Linked DNA regions of Mus musculus: region 2 is linked to region 1. Evidence: chromatin contacts called from public HiCAR-type data. All regions are on one chromosome and are shown on one strand. The core of a region is the stretch at or near the end of the contact, and the rest is flanking DNA. Distances in the headings are between cores, read along the strand shown. Region 1 overlaps Phkb (phosphorylase kinase beta). Region 2 has its middle 140 kb from the start of Abcc12.

Region 1 (2,700 bases), core at 105-2,604:
GTATAGTACTTAGAGGTAAATATGTACATGTGTGGCTGTTTTTGTGCACATACATGTGAGTATGTGGGTGTGTTTGTGCACATACATGCATGCACATGTGATTGGGTGTGTTTGTGCATGTATATGCATGCACATGTGAGTATGTAGGTGCGTTTGGACACATACATGTATGCCCATGTGAGTATGTGCTGTTAGTGTGGTCAGAGGACGCTCTAGGGCATTGTTCCTAGCCTTCTACCATTTTTGAAGTGGGACTCTTGTTATTCAAAGCTGCACTTGCTAGTCTAGCCTGCCAATGGCTGGGAGGGATCCTCCTGTTCCTGACTCCAGTCTCTGGAAGAGTGAGGACTGCAGATGCTACTGTGTACTTATTTGGGTCCTGAAGATCCAGAGTCAAGTTGTCATCCTTGGATGATAAGTACATTACCCACTGAGCATCTCCAGGCTAACATAAAGCATTTTATGTAATTTTCCTCTTACCTTTGATTAAAAAACAGATTATTTCTTCCAGAACCTTTTTTAGAAGAAAATCATTAACGAAGCCCATGTATCTAGTGTACAATTTGTTAGTTTAACAATGCTTTAATGCCTCCTTTGAATGTTATTGTCTATAAACAAGTTGCATTTTAACGGTTTTTGAAACATTTAATAGAGTCCTAAATACCATTTCAATACATTTTAAGGAAATAATAGTATTTAAGGTAATAAATATGTACTTACTAGGCCTACTAGTATGTCTCCCAGTAAGTAGAATCCACACAATATACACATACACATTGTTAAATTAGGCATGCCAAAAAGAAAAGGATTAAAAATAAAAATAACAATAGCATAAACAAAAAATTATTTAAAAAGAATCAGAGCACCCAAAGGTTTTATCAGTTATTTGAGGGAACTCAAGGTCAGATTCTGTTTTACTCCATTCTGTCTTAACATAGAATGGCGTACAAGCAGCCGCATGGACACAGTTGTGAACACACCTAGCACAGCTGCATCAACAACATGTAAGTGTGTGTCTATCTTCAGAAGGAAGTCTTAGGTGATCTTTCAGGCTGCCTTTTGATTTTCTGCCAGTCTATTTCATTAGAAACTCCCTATTCTTTAATGTAAGGTGGCCATACCAAGGCTCAGTTCCTTCTGCTCTCAGATGGGTTAGTGCCCTGGACCAGCCAACAAGTCCTTCTTGTATGACAAGTTCCTGAGGGGAGGACTGGGGCTGAGGAAAGCTGGTAACTCATAACTCATGGCTTCTCACAAGCAAGCTTATTAAGAAATACACAATCTTCTATGTTGTTTGCAGTAGGGAAATGAGCCAAGATCAGCAGAGAGCTAAGTCATTGTTGGCAAGAGAATGCAACATACTTTAGACAGAGCTGCCTTAGGACTTTAAACCATAGCCCTTCACGGGGGGGAAAGCCAGCTTCCCAGGAACCAAAACTTTGAGGCCCTGGCCCTCGCTCCAGAACAGACCTTGCCACATCTGTCCCTAGTTAAGGATACAAAACTTTTGTTCCTTTTGTCTTTTCATCAATGCCTCTGGGAAATCCTTGGGTCTTCTTGGCTCCCAAAAGATTAGAATGTCCTTCTCTCTGTCATGTGAGCCTTGGTTCATTGGGCCTGTCTGAGCATGGCCTCAGAAGCACCGGAAACACTAGCCTATGCTTGCCTTTCCCTCGCAGAGGTTTCAGGCAACAGCCTGTACTGTCTCTGGTCTAGAACTAAGTTCCCTGCTATGAGCATTTCCGGTGCTATGTTTTACCACTGTAGAATTAGGTCCGTCTCATTGGGAGTACTGCAGTGTACACTAATGGACTAACTATTTTACTGTACTGGTAACCTGTTAACTTCAGAGATGAGATCTCCTTTTATGAATGTCTCAGGCCTTTGGTGTATTGAGTCACCATTCAGGTTAAAAATTGAAATGGATGGTGCTTTCCTCTGCCCTCATGCTTTAGGAGCATCTTTGTAACCCAGGGAATTATTTCCATACCTTGGAAAGTAGCATTGCTTACAGCAAATGGACAGGGAGGAGCTGAGTGCAGTTAGAGTAAAAGCAGAAGTAAACCGCAGTGGTAAAAAGCAGTGGACCAAGCTAACTAGGACAGTGAGCAGGAGGACGCTATGGGCGGCAGGGTTGGACGTGCAGTGGCAGCTAACGTTGGAGCTGCTGGCAGGTGTCTGAGAAACTGGAAGGAAGATTGAGCAGGAACAAATGCCAGTGATGTGGGAAATACCAGGGTTATGGTAGTGCTTTGAGAACTCAACAGATTTGGGTAATCACTTGGATTTTGCCATCTTTCCTTGTCTTCAACTGTGATCAGTGAACAGTTCTATAAGAACATTGACATCTTTACAGCCAGAGCATAAAATTTCAAGCAAAATGTGTGCTTCTCACAGACTTAATGTAGATCCTCAGTGGCAACTGCTTGCCAATCTTAAGTCTGGAATTGGCAACCATTGCTGCTGTATGCAGTTTTTTTGCCCCAACAAATTCATTTCATACCCTGTAGTACAGAGGAGAGGTTCTATACACACCCCCAGTCCTAGCCACTGAAGCTGCAGACAAAACAGTCAGAAGGGGAGAGGTTTCCTACACCTCCCTTCTCTGCTGGAGCCTGTTCACAGTTCCCAAGTGCGGGAGACTGAGGAAATAGTCATAGACTGCATCCTTTGTTTAAGGAAGGGAGATTTTGTGCCTAC
Region 2 (2,700 bases), core at 183-2,682, 550 kb after region 1:
TGTGGTTAATACGGGGACTCAACAGTAGAGCTGGGAAGCTACACAGGCTTTGTAAAGCAGCAGAGAGGTTAAGTCATAGCAAAGACAGCAAGACAGAAGGGGATGAGGAACTGTGGATGAGGGAGCCACCGCCAGGAGATGACTCCTTGGAGATGGCCTCTGGCCTTTATCTTCCACTGAATACACCTGCCTGGAGCCTGGCTAAGAAGGCTGGGAGAAGACTTCTCCATGGGTTGGCTCTCTGCAGGTATAACAGAACACAGCAAAGGTGGCAATAAATCAGATAGCAAGAGGTAAGTGACTAGAATGTTCTATATAGTGTTAGGTAGTTCTAGCAAAGGTGAATGCAGAACCAAGCTTTCAATAGCAGACGATATTTAGGGTAAGTTAAAAGGAGGAGAGATGAGGATGCTGGAGGCAAAAATAACATGAAACCTTGAAGACTTGGAGCCAGGAGGAAGAGTTATTGCTGAGAATGGTTTAGCATCACAGAGCACAATGTTGGCCACAAGAGGGTTGTAAAGAATCATAGCCAACTAGGATTTTGCTCAATGTCTTGTTTGGTTTTTTCTACTTCTTTGTTTTGTTGTTGTATTAGTTGTTGTTGTTGATAATGATGATGATGATGGATGCATAAGCCTGGCATCTGTGCAGAGGACTCATAAAAGATGCTAAAATTAGAGCTAGGGGTGCCTTTAGACAATCAACAGGGGCATTTCCTATTTTTCAAAATTAATATCAAATGGAGATGGCTCATACCTGAAATCCCAGCACTCAAAAGACAGAGACACAGAATAAAGAATTTGAGACCTTCTGGGCCCATCACAGAAAACAAGCAAAGAAAAAAACCAACAAAAATAAAGCATGAGAAAGCCTGAACAAGGCTCTCTGATTCAACATTTTGTTTCTGTTGTTGTTGTTTCCCATTTAAAGTTTAGAAACAGAAGGAACTTTGTGCTCACAGAGCCTCCATTTCCCAGTAGGAATTTGTATTTTCTGAAGTAATTTTCCCTTTGGTAGGTCATGGGAGTATGGGCTGTCTTGCTAATTCTTACCCAGAGAAAGGATATTTTGAAGTCGGGACATTCTGGGTCATCTTAGTCAAAACATTTCCCTTGGACACTGTAGATAATCCATCCTGAGGTCAGTGCTTTTTCTAAATTATTCATATCAAACTTCCGGCTTTTTGTTTTTTGTTTGGTTGTTTGTTTTTTTATGCAGTTCTGGGCTGTGGAGCCAGGTCTCCCTTGGTTCTTTCTTGAAAACGGAATGATGTTTTGTTACCTCAATTCTCTGCTCCTTCAGCCAAAGGGGTGACTCACAACCCTCAGAAAACAGATCTTTCTCTCTGAGGCACTTTCAAGTTGGATTTGGGAGATGGTAGATGTGGCCTCTCAATGCTAAATGAGACCCAGTTTCAGGCATGTTGCTTGTCTGAGTCAGGGAAAGAAGCTCACACCCAAATGAGTCAGAAAACAATACAAAGGCCAGTACAATACCTGGGGTGTTGGTGCCACTGGTTTGTAATCCCAGCTACTCAAAAAGCTGCCGCAGGAACAGGCCTCATTTACAGTCAATCTGGGTTATAGAGTGAGTTTGAAGCCAGCTTTGATAGCTCAGGGAGACCCTATCTCAAACTAAAGACTTTTAAAATGTAAATGTAGTTCAGTAGTAGAGGGCTTGCCTTGGATAGTCAAGACCCTGGAGCAATATTTATGGTCATAAATAAAAGCAAAAGTGTTTTTGTTTGTTCGTTTGTTTGTTTTTTAATCTTTTGTAGTACTTGGGGACTAAGGCTCTCTGTCCCTGTTCCAATCATTCAGAGGGCCTGGATGCATCCTTTCCCTTAATATTTAATGGAATAAACTCTTTCTCTTGAGGGGAAAGCTAATTTAAACATTTTATTGCTTGCAAGCCCAAGAGAATGACATACACCATCCTTAAAGAATATACACGTGGCATTGGTATACGATTGAGGTAGGGAAGCCAGGCTATGTAACAGGGGTGACTCTCTGGGTGGAGGAGTAGGACTTGGTAAGTGTGTGACCCATGCAATGTGATAGTGATCAAGTTGCCTCTCCCACAACCAGGTGGCAGGGGACAGGTGTGCTTTTGTCCTGATGGCAATCCTTTCTGCTTCTGGACTAGTTACCTAAAAGATAAAATTCTTACCTAAGAGTTCAAATCTGAATCCTGAAAATTAATTAGTCAGCCTTGGGTCATGGGTCCATTTATGAACCAATCAGAAGGATGGAAAAGTCTCATTGGTTAGCTGTCAGGCATGTGACCAACTGTGGCCTTTGAGAAGAGTCAGTACATAAAAGATACGATCTGAGAATGGAGTGAAGATGCTTCCCAAAGGAAGTCAAGTGTCTGGTGGTTGCATAAGAGAAATGAGCCTTGGGGCGATATGGCTGCTGTCCATGGTGGGCTTTGGACAGATATGGCTGCTGTCCGTGGTGGAATGTGGGCTCCTTTGGCAGAGCACACAGCTTGAGCTTTTCTGAGCACAATGTTTGTCACCATGCATGGGTAGCTGATGCTCTATAAGTGGTTTTTCCTTTATTTTCCTTGCAACCCTAGTCCAGACTTAAAGCTCCTTGACATAAGTTCTGCCATAGCTCTTCACATAAATTCTATCTCACTATTCAGGTAGGGAAGCCTGGAGCAACATCTTCAATCAGAAATACCACAGTGCCT

The links. HiCAR-type assays count read pairs that join an accessible place to other places.
Region 2: a HiCAR-type map of astrocytes shows a contact between it and region 1, with 3 times the contacts expected there. The contact joins two enhancer-like sites. A contact is called at or near these places in 3 of 115 datasets of contacts at active chromatin or transcription factors (astrocytes, differentiating embryonic stem cells and embryonic basal ganglia).

What each region holds. Positions count from the first base shown.
Region 1 is chr8:85,870,502-85,873,201 of GRCm38.p6, forward strand. All of the region lies in intron 2 of Phkb (phosphorylase kinase beta), which reads left to right. Among named protein-coding and RNA genes, the nearest start is that of Phkb, 31 kb to the left of the region's middle. Within about 2 kb of position 1,355, at least 58 of the 459 cell types and tissues checked have an H3K27ac peak or open chromatin away from gene starts, as enhancers often do. A contact at or near this core is called in astrocytes, where this site is marked.
Region 2 is chr8:86,423,144-86,425,843 of GRCm38.p6, forward strand. No RefSeq gene overlaps it. Among named protein-coding and RNA genes, the nearest start is that of Abcc12, 140 kb to the right of the region's middle. Within about 2 kb of position 1,433, at least 10 of the 459 cell types and tissues checked have an H3K27ac peak or open chromatin away from gene starts, as enhancers often do. A contact at or near this core is called in astrocytes, where this site is marked.